2 separate regions of the Ovis aries genome follow, and region 2 is linked to region 1. A link is a contact called in public Hi-C data. All regions are on one chromosome and are shown on one strand. The core of a region is the stretch at or near the end of the contact, and the rest is flanking DNA. Distances in the headings are between cores, read along the strand shown.

Region 1 (6,986 bases), core at 3,012-5,511:
CAACAAATTATTTTTAGAATAATTCAATTTTGCAAAAAAAAAAAAAAACCACCATAGTCCTCAATTTTCCTTTAAGGAAGTCACTTCATTACTGACTTCTATAAAAATACTCCAATCACTACTTTCATTAAAGAACTGAACTTTGAGAAGGCTAACTGTTGAAATAGATACTACAACTTGTCAGAGAAAAAGCCTTCAATGGCCATTTTAATTTTTCCCCCACCACAAACACAAAACACTGAAGTGAAACCAAGCAAACCAGAGCCTTAGTGTATCAAAATTATTGGAAGTGCAACTATCAAAAAGGCAAACCCTTTACTGACTTTCCTAACATGATTTTTTTTCATATCAACATTTGGCTCAATAAAACCACAACTCTAGAAATTAAGTGTTATTAGTCATTTGATGCAATATATGATAATGCTTTCTATGCATACCATAACTAAAAGGACAGTTTTAGAGAAAGTTGTAAGTCACATAAATTTCACACACAGAGGCACGCACCCTGAAATCAAAGGAGAAATGGCTAATCGCCGCACTGCTCACATATAAAAACCTGGTAGAATAATGATAGTCTTATAACTCTGTTAATTTTAAATCAAAAATAGCAAAAACACCATTTTTATGCAAAAATAGCATAAACATACTCTGAATACTAAAAGCAATCTGCCAAACAAACAGCATTCTAGAAAATTTTTTGAATGGGGGTTTACTTTAAAAAGTTAAACGTTTAATTAATTTGGTCCTATACATCTAGATGACTGTCAAGTCACACCAATAGACTACTTCTGAAATAGGTTACAAATGAGAAGAACCAAGTTTAAGTATTTTTCATGATTATCTTCTGGGCAAACAGGTCAAGCTGTTTTAGTACTTTTTCAATTAATGCAACTCCAAAATGTCCAAATATTCTTTTAAAATACTATTTTTAAACTTAACAGAAAACTTAAGTTATGTGTGTGGTAAAGCTACTTCTTCAGTAACTTTTACCTTCACTTCATATCAGAAACTTGGGCAAAATCAGCTGCAAATACTATGTATGTATATATGTATGTGCAGATATATAATGCAAAGAAAGAAAACCTCCTCATGTATGTAACATTTTTCTTCAAAAATATCTTCCCCATAGATTTTAGCTAGAGATACAGGCACTTCAGTGTCACTCTACTATTAGGCAAAATGTTTGGTGATACTTGCTAAGGAACCATTTTTTTTTTAGTATACTCTATTAACACCTACACAACTGCTTAGTTTTAACTAAGTACTGTCCACTGCTACAATTCATATCACCAAATTTTTTTGTCTTTAATAGAAACCTTAATAAAATGCTTCAGTCACCTCAGACCAATAACTTAATCCTATTTTTCATGCCTTATACACTGGCCTACCAGTGACTCTCAATTCCTAACATATTTCCCATTCTGCCAAAAAGGAGGGCTCTACCTCCTATCCTTGATCAAAATTTGTTCATTATACCTGAAACTGCGAAGATTCATGCCTTTCAATAACCACTATCTTTTGAAATACAAAAGCCTAACTTTCAGACAGCCAACTGTACCCCAATGAAATTCTTGGGTTTCTGTCTTATTCAACAAGCTGACTCAGTAAATTTAATACACCATATGAAAAAAGCGAACACACCTACAATCCAAAGATGGAGTAAATCCACTCTTGCCAGCATTTCTGGTTATCAGCTGGTAAATTATATTTGATGTTCTACACAAGTCAGAGTAAAATTAACGGATACCCAAAGGTGTCACAGGACCTGAAACCTAAATAAAGCTGAGTATCAATTCAAGTATCACAATCAATACTTAAATTTTAAGTGAAACTGAAGTTTAATCTCTGCAATCACCATTTGCTACACACAATACCCTTGAACCTACATAACATTATCATCTGAGATCAAAAACCACTCAATCTCCATTCTATTACCTGTCAGAAGAGCACTGAATCTACAATGCTACTGAACTGTACATCTCATGTCCTATTCTCCATCATCTTAAAGAGACCATAAAAATAAAAAAGCAAATTTAACAAAATCTAGTCAGCGTCTTTGAGAAGTATCAAAGACTATTGATTTCAAACTGCTAAACTTCTAAACGCGGTTCAAAGTTGTAATTAACTTAGTTTTAACACATAAACCTACTTTTGCCTTCAAATGAGCACCATATATGCTAAAATGATTCTCTCTAAAGTTATGCAAATCAGTTCACAACTCACATTTTAAAAGAATCTATCAATGCAACCCAGGAAACTAAAAACAATCACTGCATGATTCTGATGCAATAAGCCGTACGTGCAACACTAATTTTCCTTTTAATCTGATCTATACCCTTGATCTAGGGCCTAAAGCCAAGATTTAATCGAAATATGCTCAAGCTCAAAGCACCTACTTTTCTGTTCATTTAGTAGACCGGATTACCGAGCTCACTAATCCACTAACAGTGTACTGGATTCTGCGGACAATAGCCCTTAGAAAGAGACCCATCGGTGCCTTGTCACTTGCAACCAGGCAAGAGTTCCGTCTAGCCGAACACACCCTAGGCGGAATGCATTCAAAAGAGACACAAAATACACATCTAGAAACCCGACCGGGGTTAAATGTCACCCGCACTATGGACATTTTTTCGCATCCGTCTATTCCCACGTTATCAGAGAGAGTGACAGAAAGGCAAAGAGGAGCAGCAGCCACAGAAATGGATACAGGTCAAGTCTAAGTCGAATCCATCCTCTTGATATCTCCTTTTGTTTCTGCTAACGATCTCTTTGATGATGGCTGTCATGTCTGGGAGCCTGTGGCTGAAGAAAAAGGAGGAGAGAGATGGCAGAAGCTGCTGGTGGCGGGGCTTCTTCTGCAGGATGGAAATGGCTCTGGACTTGGCGGTGGCTGATGCCCCTCGCTCTGCTGCCGCTTGGCTCTGGACCGCAGCCGGGTAATGGCTGCTGCGGCGGCTGCTGGATGGTTGCAGCGACTGGGCCTGCTTCTCCTCAGCAGCCAGGGGTCTGGCAGCGGCGGCAGCGGAATGGGGAGAAGAATAATCCTCGGAACGGCTGCCTCCTCCGGCGGCCTCCGGAGCCCGGGCCAGGGGGGGTGCGGCGGCGGCGGAGGGGAGGTTTAAAACCGGCCCGGGTCCCTGGATGTGCCGCCGCCGCCGCCGCCGTGTTGGAGGCAGTAGAAGGGGAGAGACCAACTCTCCGGCGTTCCCAGCCCTGGAAATGGTGACAGGCGACTCCGACCCCCTCCCCGGAGCTGCGGCCGCCGCCGCCGCCGCTTCTCCCCCCCGCTCCAGGAGCGGGAGGTGCCGCCGCCGCGCCTCAGCCGGCTCCCGCCCGAGCCCACGGCTTCCACCTTCCCTTTCAGGAGAAGCCGAGAAAGAGGCTGCACGGTTAGAAAAGACGAAGAGGGGGCGAGAAACGCCGCCGCTGCCGCCGCCGCCGGCCGGCCGGCTCCCCGAGGGCGCTGCCCCCGCGGCTGCTCACAGGCGCTGAGAGGGGCTCTGGGCTGCGGCCGCCGCCGTCTCTCATCTCCCTCGCCTGAGCCCGGCCTCGCCTCGCAGCGGCTCAACTCTCAAACTTCCATCATGGCTGCAGCTTCCGAGAGGAGAGATCTGAGCGCAGCCGCGTCCCGGCGCCCGAGCGCGTATCCTGCCGCAGTGCACAAAGAGTCCCGCCACATCACCGCCCGCCGGCCTGCCCGCCCCCTCCGCCGCCGCCGCGCCGGGAGTCCGGGCGCCTCGGGAGCCCGAGGGGAGGAGGGAGGCGTACCCGACCGCGCCAAGGGAGGGAAGGGCAGGGCCGAGACTGTAGGGAGGCGGCAGAAGGTGCAGCTCCGGGTCCCCAACCTGCAGGCGCACTGAGCATGCCCAGTATGACTGCCTAGTGCTAGATCGGGCTTGTTGCGAGGCGCCCGCCTGTAACTGCACTTGCCGCGGCTTCTTCTGCAGCAACGCAGGGTGGGGGGAACGAGCTGAGCCACGGCCGGTGCCCAGCCGGAGGCAGGGTAAACTATTGCGAAGGTGGGCAGGCGGGGGCGGGCAGCGGGGGGAGGGAAGGAGCGCGGTGAAGGTTGAAGCAGGTTTATTCATCTGTCTCACTGACTTGAGGGTGAGACTACCTGCGCACAGGTGGAAAAGACCAGGTGACCGCGCTGGTCAGTGTTCAGGGAAACGCAGGGACAGCCCGTGCAGCGAGGACACCCTTCCCCCCACGCCCAGACTTCCCCGGCACGGCCGGCAGCCTTCCTCTGCTTTTGTACCGATGTCGGATCATAAGCGTTCGCGGGGATTTGACTGCAGGAGCCTCCGCCGAGAAGTCCCACCTCTCCACCCATCCCCGCCCGTGTCCTCAAGGTGTCAGTCTTAGTACAAAGAACAACCCCCTATTGTGTCTCCAGTGTGTATCACCTCACCCGGCTCCCTCTCACCGCCCCACCTCCCGCTCCCCCGGCTACTCGATTCATTTGCCCTAAAAATGAAAGCTCCTAGCAGAGCGCGCTGAGTGTGAGCACATCGCCCCTGAATTTCTAGATCCCCAAAGGCAACTGTCCAGGTGGGCTGAAAGCGGATCCCCAAAGAGGGAATGCGCCCTGCATTCCCCCTGGAGAGCCGAGAATCTCTCCCCTGGGGTTTCCAGCTGAGTTCACCACTCCAATTCAAGCTCGATCCTTAGAGGCTCCTCGACCCGCCCCTTTTGGACCGCTGTGAAAACCTCGCTGGGTGAATCGCCCCGGAGCCAGGTTCTGCGCTCCCCCTAGCTGGGGAGTGCGCGCCGCAGACCCCTGTTGCAGCGCGGGAGGGCGAAGTACGTGATTGTAGGAAGCTGCAGCCCCTGTGAGTGGGCGGAGCCGAGGAGGGTTCAAAAGGAGGTGGAGGGATACGCGGGCCACAGTCGGAACTACTTTCAGGAGGAGGTCACGTGTACTTCTAGTTGGGGAACTTTCCAAATTCCCACTCCCATATGATAGCTGTAGAGGCAAATGCTTCGCTTCCTTTGCCCAGAGTGCTCCCGCCTTGCACCGGCAGCGGGACCCCAAAGCCTCCTGGGTCTCGGTGGAAGAACAGGCTCAGACGAGCCTCCTACTGGAGCGCTGTCGGGGCTGGCGCCGGAGGAGCTGGTTACACAAGCACCCACATCCAAGCACGTGCCCCCGCCTTCCCTCACCTTGGCTGCTGCCGCTGATTCTTACAGATCTCGGAGCGAGGGTTCCCAAGCTGGTCGCACCCTTTGCCCGCTACCCACAGAGCAAGCTAGAGGACCGAAACCTGAGACTCCGAGCTCTGGAATCACTGGCTCTGCCTTCCCAACCGTGGGAGAAGGGACTAGATTTCAGGGGTCTGTCGCATCTTTCTCGCTAGCGCCCTGCCCCTTAGGGCGTAACTTTTCTGGTGCTGTACTCGCGGGGCAAAAGGGTATCTCCTGCAGCAGCCCGCTGCGTGAATTCAACGACGTTGCGACAAACTTTCAGTCAATACTTTCGGGCTGATGAGCGCGCCCCACCTACTGTAGACTCAGCCAAGTGACTTATCTGGTCGGAGAACCTAGTCCATGGCCTTCAGCCCAGAACAACCTTGTCAAGTCTGCTTACAGTTTGGATTGGTTGACCTAAACCGCGAAAGAGCTGGTTCAGAAACGCTGAGAACTAGAGTGCATTTACCCCAACATTGATCGGCCTGTAAAATGAGTTGTCCACCGTCTGCTTGGAGAGAAAGAGGGCATCAATACCAACCTAGGAATTCTTTCTTTCCCCTGGGAAGTAAAACTTAAGGAGAATTTGAGTCCAAAAGAATTTAAGCTGATACCCAGGTTGAGGCACTGGTAGTTTTTTTAGATCTTGAGAATGGGATCAGCTTGCATGTGTACTGCAGTAATTGTGAATATGTGGCTAGGGAAGGTCTAAAGAGAATTTACTCAGTGTATGACAAAGAAAGTGACACATGAGCACATCATAGTTGCAGGCAGCCCCTGAAGACTAGAAACCTCAAGAGAGCTTGCTTAGACGCCACAGACCATTACCTAACTCCAGCACTACTAATTAAACCAGGGATATTTACACTGCTCTTAACAGATCTCTGAGGCTTCATGAAACTTTGAATTTATATGCAACATCCTTCTAAGATAGCCCTACAGGAGTTGCTGTTACTGCTGCTAAGTCACTTCAGTCGTGTCCGACTCTGTGCGACCCCATAGACGGCAGCCCACCAGGCTCCGCTGTCCCTCAGATAGCCACCTGCTGAATCTTCAGTGTTGATATTTATTGAAGCCTGGTTTTGTGCATGGTCCTGGTCAGCTTGGGGGAAGGAGGGGCCACAAGTGAAAAAAGAAATGGAGAGCAACCTAGGAAGAACAGGAGAAAGGCCTCCATTTGGTTTCCAAAGATGAAAGCCCTGTCCACACAGCCTAATGTAAACCAGAGATTTCTCTATTTTATAAATAAAAACAAGAAGTCCGTGATTTTTAGATGTTCCACTAGATTGCATGGCAAGATCCTGAGAGTGGCATTCAATTGATTATCAACTACTGCTTGATGAGGAAAGGGAAAATGAAGATAAAGTTAAATGAAGGCAAGTGATTATAGAGGGGTACAGTGTCCCATGTTTATTTTTCCAGTTTCTGATCTTGTCTCCAGAGTTCAGTTATTAGCACTGCTCTTCCTTACCCACTCCCTATGTGAAGATGAGTCTCACAGCATCTGAGAAGTCCTGAAATCCACTCCCTGGGAAGAAAGTGGATTCAGTCCTGCCCTGTTGGGTGTTAGGTATGAGGAAAGAATCCTTTTCCTTGCTGTGGCACAGAGCTATTCTGGAGCAGAGAGGGTGTACATCACCAGCACTAATGTGCTGGAATATGAGACTGGCCCACAAGCACTTCTATCTGCTGAAGGAAGAAACTGGAAAATGAGTTTTGCTGCTACTCTAAACATCAGGTCCCTCTACTCATCTTCATGGTGAGTTTAAGGACCACCAACGTTGGCAGATATTTGACCA
Region 2 (6,785 bases), core at 4,263-6,762, 410 kb before region 1:
CAATGGCACCCAACTCCAGTACTTTTGCCTGGAAAATCCCATGGATGGAGGAGCCTGGTGGGCTGCAGTCCATGGGGTCACTAAGAGTCGGACACAACTGAGCGATATCACTTTCACTTCTCACTTTCCTGCATTGGAGAAGGAAATGGCAACCCACTCCAGTGTTCTTGCCTGGAGAATCCCAGGGACAGGGGAGCCTGGTGGGCTGCCGCTATGGGGTTGCACAGTCAGACATGACTGAAGTGACTTAGCAGCCGGCAGTGCTAGTGGTAAAGAATCTAGCTTCCAATGCAGGAGATACAAGAGATATGGGTTCAGTCCCTGGGTCAGGAAGATCCCCTGGAGGAGGGCATGGCACCCCACACCAGTATTCTTGCCTGGAGAAATCCACTGACAGAGAGGCCTGGTGGGCTATGGTCCATAGGGTCACAGAGCTGGACTTGGCATGCACACATGTACTTATTACCACCTCTGCCATGATACCAAATTCCACTGCTTCAGAGCATGGTTAGTAGCATTAGTCAAGCAAGTGTGTGAGCCTATCCTGGGTGTGTATGTGAGGACTTGGAAAACACTCAAATGGCTTCAGTTTAGAGATACTGGAAAACTGGAAAGTGGTTTTGCCTCTAACGGTCAGAAGTTCACAACTCCTCTCACTCACCCCACTCTTTATGAGCACCGTTGGTCAAAATCAAAGGCTCTGGATGAACCACATTTCTTAAATGAAGAGCCATGTAGGAAGAGGATAAACATACCTGCACTTGGGTAGCTCCTCTTGTTTCTCAACAGTCTTTCTTCCACGAGGCCAGCCCCGAGAAGCACTGGAAAACAAGGGAGGGTGCTAAGCCTGGTGACTTTCAATCTTTGGAGTGTATCAGAATCACTCGGGCTTCAACTGGGTATCATCCTGGAGATTCCCAATCAGGACTTTGGTGTCTGGAAAATTGCATTTCCCACCAGGAGGGCGGGTGTTGATTTGGCTAGTTTGGGGACCACATTTTAAAATTTTTTTAGTTTATTTATTTTTTATTGAAGGATAATTGCTTTACAGAATCTTATTTTCTGTCAAACTTCAACATGAATTTTTTAAAATGTGAACCATTTTTTGAAGTCTTTATTGAAATTGTTACAATATTGCTTCTATGTTATGTTTTGGTTTTTTGGCTGTGAGGCATGTGGGATCTTACCTCCCAGACCAGGAATCAAACCCACAACTCTGCACTGGAAGGTGAAGTCTTAAACACTGGACCACTAGACAAGTCCTCTGGATCACATTTTGAGAGGCAACGATAAGAGTTCTCAAAATTTGGTTGTATACATCATCACCTGCAGCCCTGTGCCACTGAAATAGGAGAGAGCCTGGAGCTCTGTATTGTTACCAGGTCACCGAAGTTTCAGAAGCACTGGCGCTCAACCTTGGCTGCAAGTTGGAGTGACGTGTGAGTGCTGTTACTGCGGTCATATCTGACTCTTTATGGCCCTATGGACTGTAGCCCTCCAGAGTCCTCTGTCCATGGGATTCTCCAGGCAAGAATACTGGAGTGGGTTGCCATGCCCTCCTCCAAGACATCTTCCTGACCCAGAGTTAGAATCTGCCTGTCCTGTGTCTCTTGCATTGCAGATGGATTCTTTACCCACTGAGCCACCTGGGAAGCCTCTTAGAATGACTGGAGGAGTTTTAAAAACTACTAATGCCAGGCACTCAGAGCTAGGGATTCTGAATTCTGATTCAGCCTGAGCGTCAAGAGGTTTCAAAGTCCCTAAGTGATTGAGTGCATAAGAAAGCTTGAGAACTCTTGACCTAGAGTAGTGGTTCTCAAGTTTCAATGACCTCAGAGTTACCCAAAGGGCCTTTTAAACTTTGGAATGCTAGGCAGAGCCCTCTGTTTCTGGTTCAGTAGGTCTGTGTTAGGGCCTAGGAGATGTGTATGCCAACAAGTTTCCAGGTGTCAGTGGTGTTGCTGACCCAGGAACCACACTTTGAGAACCACTGATCTAAAGAAGGAGGACAGAATAAACTGGGCCTGTTCTTCAACTTGAACTTGCATAAAAATCAGTGAAGATCTGGTTATAATCCATGTTTTGGCTATGGAGGGTTAAGGGGTAGGGGTGTGGGGGGATAGTTACACAAGTCTACATTTCTAACTGCCATTGCTGCCAGTCAGCAGGCCTAAATTCGGTGGCAAGACCTGGACTGTTTGGGTCCTAGTCCTGGGACAGCATGGAGCCCAAGCCAAGGCATTTTTTCTAACGATGCTTCATTGGGTCATGCAATCAGTTTGTGTCCAAGCCCTGGGTATGAATAAAAAGATCTTTCACACACCCTTGTTATCTCCTTGTATATTTCCCTCCATGAGTGCAGGGAAAGGAGTCTGATTGAGAATAGGATTCATGTGTTTCTATGTCCCTGCCCCTGCCCCACCTCGAACCGTCTTAATCTCACCATTATTTGCAACAAAACAATACAATGGACAGTTATTTGGGTCAACTGCTTACCATTTTTGCCTATTACCGTACAATAAGAAAAACAGTCAAAACACATGTCAGATTAGCTTGTGTGAGCTTTATCTGGTTATAAGAGTAACCTCCACTCTGGATGCAGCAACCTTCATGGCTGGTTACACATGTGAAATGGTTGTCTGCTCACAACTTCAAAACATCAGAGGGAACACTGGGCGTTAGAGACATGGTAAATTATCCAATGTGATGACTTCCTGCAGTAAGCGAATGGTGAAAACTGTGATTGCTAGTTTGAGGAGGAAGGGGGCTGTCTATATTCCTCCCTCTGCCAATGTCCTAAACATAAGAGGAAGAGAGGGGCAGGAACAGGAAGAGAGAAAAATGGGATTTAGATAAATGTGATAAATCTGTTCTATTACTTACATTACAGACTGAATGTGTTTTTAAAAAAAAAGAAAAGAAACCCAATCTAGAGCAATTGCTACAAATCACACATCCTTGATTATATGGCAGTATTCCTGGTGGGAAAGCCAGAGTAGTGAAGGATGGATTTTAGCATGTACTATGCGTTTATTTATGGTACAGCACATCATCAAACAACACTTCACAGCCTCTAAGCTGGCAAACCAGAGGGCTTTGAAGAGAAATAATGAGCTGAGAGGTTCATGACATGCTATTTAAAAGTTTGTGATTGGATCTGGAAAATCCGATGGGTCTCCAAGGAAAGAGACCATTTCTGAGCCATTGCACTCAGAATATTTTTTGAGCTCCAGAGCAGATATTTATGAAAAGAGAGAGTTGTTTTTGTCTCCAGTCCAGGTTCTGACTCTGATGTACAGCGGGGAAGCCGCTTTGTACTGCAGACCTGAAGTTCTGAAATAACCATGATGTCACCTTTTTCTACTGATCTGCTACCACTGCACAGAGGCGCACTATTAGCCCTGTGATGTCTTCACTTAATTCTCCCCTATATGGGTTGCAGTTGCAGCCAAAACAAAGTCGGCAGGGGATTTTATAGCCACTGAATTGCTCAAGGTGCTGCAGGGTTCAATGAGATTAGGGAGATCAGGTCAGGAGACATTAGGAACAAAAAGACAAAAAGAAAGAAAAGGCACTGGGACAGTGGGATTTCCGGTTGCCTGGTCTATGATTTCCAAATCAAGCCTTTGGTCTTCCAATCAGTGATTTGATGCTCTGGGTTTTCACCTTTGAGATATTCAGTGCTTCTCTGGCAGACGTGATGAGACAAAGCACCCTGTTCTGAGTGGTGAGTCGTGGATGGAATCCCTCGCACTAAATTAGAAAGGAGACATTTTAGGATATGAGTTCATGAAAGACAAGAGTTTTGAAATGGAAAAAAAAAAAAAAGTACACACACAGTAACACATAACTAGGCCAGCACAGGATGCATTTGCGGTTAAGCCATTTTCCCATTGCAGATGACACTTTAACGCTTTGATTCCCAGAGTCCTCCTGCTCACACTCAGTGGGAAAAGATGCCTTTTAGGCATGCAGCTGCCACTCTAAAACCAGATTGCGCCAGAGGTAGAAGGAGGAAGTTCTGGCCACCCGCAATCTCAAACCCTTCGATCTGAGATCAGCCTGTGACTCCTCTTCTCCCCTCCAGCAATGTCATGACATAAACGCAGAACCCTCGCTCCCAGAAGATCTTTTGAATCAAACCAACGTTGGAGCCAAGCAATTACACCATGAAAGGTGACTTGTGATCATCAGGGGAAAATAAAGGGGGAGTAGGGTGGATAAACTGTTAGGCTGATCAAAAACAAGTAGCTGTTGTTTCTTCTTCAGCTTTCCTCGCAAAAGTCACAAGGATGATGGTACATTTTCTGCTCCAACCAAACTCTGAAATGTGCATGTGTGGGTTTCGTTGGCGTAAGACTGTTCTTTTTTTTTCTTTCACTGTGGGAAAATGAACTTATTTTCAGTCACCCCTGACATCTGACCACTCAACTGATCACGAGGACACTGTGGTAAACCACAGCTCAACTTGAAATTATCTCTTTCAGGCACGGTTCCTGTATTTTGGATGGCATCAGCCCTGGCTGCCCAGCTTTGCTCAGCTTGCCTCTCTAGGGGTTCCATTTTCACTTTACTCCGTCCACTCAAAGTGAGTGGTCTTATTCTAAGATCTTTCAACTGGGCTCGTCCTCAAAATAAGCTGAAGACAAAAAATGACACCAGCGTTCCCAGCCAAAGCCCTAAAAGTGGCCGATTTATACATAGTGTTCTTTTTTAAAAAGGGCGGGGGTGCAGCTTTGAAAGCCTAAAAACTTTAAACATCCTGGAAGGAAAACCAAAAAAAAAAAGAAAAGACAAAAAGCCAATTCTCCTGATTAATATCAGGATGATCCAGCAGGGTTTATACATATTCCTTGTGTTTGAATCATCTTGTTTTTTTAGCTGTTTTACACCTCCAGAATCCTGCCATCTGCCCACTCTAAAGAAACGCAACCGTTCGGTCCAAAAACAATGGCTGGAAGACAATCATTTTGAACAAACTCAAGAGGTGGACTTTTCCGCACCCTCCTGGTTAGTGCTACGCTCCCCGGAGGAGAGACAGTGTGGGATGACCCTGAGGCTCAGGCTCTGGGGGGGGCTCTCCTCCTAAATAAACCCCACTCCCCAACCCCGGGGCCCTGTCCTGCCATTAGGTTGACAAGAGAGGACTTCATGTGCAGATCTGGCCGCCGTCAGGGCTGGGGAAGGAGGAGGAGGAGGAGAGGTGGGCGGCTCCCCGGGCCGTTCTGTCCTAGTCTGAGGTGCCGAGTGTCACTGAAATGTAGGTCGGCCTTCGCTGGACAACTTGGAGGAGGCTGGAAGCATGTGGACCCCCAACGGGGTCCCCCTCACTCTCTTCCTACCCAAGACTGAAGTTAAGCGGCCGAAAGAACTCAGGGAGGCCATCAAGACAGGCGAAAGCGGTCGTTCCTTTTGCTCGCAAAAGCCTGGGAAATCTAAAGCTTAGCAAAGGCTTTATCAGTCCTGGGGCTGAGCCAAGGAGCAGGCTGAAGTTCAGCTGGCTGGGCCCAACACAGCTGCTGGCTCTGCACGCTTCCCACAGGGACTTTTCCTTGGCCCTCTGATTTAGACAACGAACGGGACGGGTGATATGCGTGTAGCTGTCGAGGGTGATTGGAGAAACAAAATGACTGGCAATTACTGAGCAGTTCAGGTGGAGGTGTAGAGTGCAGAAAAGGTGTTCTTTCCAGCAGTAAAATGAAGTGTCCGTGAAAGGGCGCCTGGCCTTATGGAAAGGCTGTAACTTTAAAGAGATACTGGCCAAGGCTTTCCGCTGAACGTTCAGGCTTGGTCACTTGCCTTTCCCCCACAGTTCAAAGAGGGATAGAGATATTCCATGAATTGAATTTTTCTTGTGAATTAAAACATCGATGTCCTGATCTGGGGTAACAAGCATTGCCAACCTAGTGCTGAGCAGGCAGAAAGGAGGCATAGGACGAATGCTTTGCCTTCGGGGCAAGGCAGAAAAATTGTTCACAAAAGAGCATCATTCCACTGATTGTTCAAGGTCACCAGACTGTGCATGCTCAAAATGGGACTCAAGACTCCCAAATCCCAGTGTCTGATTAATTGTCCTTTGACTAAAACAATGAAAGTAAAATGGATTAGCAAAAACGATTGCTCCAGGCCAAAAAGTTCAGAAAGCAAACAGAGCCTCAAGCGAAGTAGGATTTTCTTTAATTAGGTTGAATGCCTTGGTAATAATGCTGTAAATATGAAATTGTCATGTGAACAGTAAGTATACTGGTGATTCTGTTTTATCATGCCACTTAAAAAATGGTGAGTGTTGATGAGCTGTGGTGCTGGCACTGAGCAAGGCATTCCCCCTATGCTATGTGATCTAACCCTCACAAGTACCTGGTAAGTCTGATGGCCACTGTATTACTGATGGGGCTAATGGTGATTAACGTTTTTGACTTGATGTATAAGTGGTGAACTAGGATTCAGTTTTAGGTTCTGACTTCCATGTTTCACAACCACGTGTCTTATTTTGTGTATTCATATCTAGGTTGATTGTTGTAAAGTGTAAATTTCTAGATGAGAACAACTATGAGCTAAAACAGAGTTAAGTGTTGTTGCTCAGCAGTGTCCGACTCTTTGTGACCTGCCATGGACTGTATCCCACCAGGCTTCTCTGTCCGTGAGATTCTTCAGGCAAGAATACTGGAGTGGGTTGCCATGTTCTTCTCCAGAGAATCTCCCCGACCCAGGGATCAAACCTGGGTTCCCTTCGTTGCAGGGAAATTCTTTACCATCTGAGCTACCAGGGGAGATAAAACAGAGCT

The links. Hi-C and Micro-C count contacts between places; a contact is called where the count stands out from the background.
Region 2: a Hi-C map of tail adipose tissue shows a contact between it and region 1, with 3 times the contacts expected there. The contact joins the enhancer-like site here to the promoter of KLLN in region 1. A contact is called at or near these places in 2 of 16 Hi-C or Micro-C datasets (omental adipose tissue and tail adipose tissue).

What each region holds. Positions count from the first base shown.
Region 1 is chr22:9,238,662-9,245,647 of ARS-UI_Ramb_v3.0, reverse strand. It overlaps KLLN (killin, p53 regulated DNA replication inhibitor), which reads left to right and starts at 4,261. Exons shown (of 2, transcript XM_027960657.2): 1 at 4,261-4,341; 2 at 4,818-5,764. The coding sequence starts at 4,261. The coding sequence ends at 5,357. It overlaps PTEN (phosphatase and tensin homolog), which reads right to left and starts at 3,613. Exons shown (of 9, transcript XM_027960248.3): 1 at 2,708-3,613. The coding sequence starts at 2,786.
Region 2 is chr22:9,654,993-9,661,777 of ARS-UI_Ramb_v3.0, reverse strand. The region is part of intron 7 of RNLS (renalase, FAD dependent amine oxidase); the gene reads left to right. Among named protein-coding and RNA genes, the nearest start is that of TRNAG-UCC, 160 kb to the left of the region's middle. Within about 2 kb of position 5,512, at least 18 of the 54 cell types and tissues checked have an H3K27ac peak or open chromatin away from gene starts, as enhancers often do.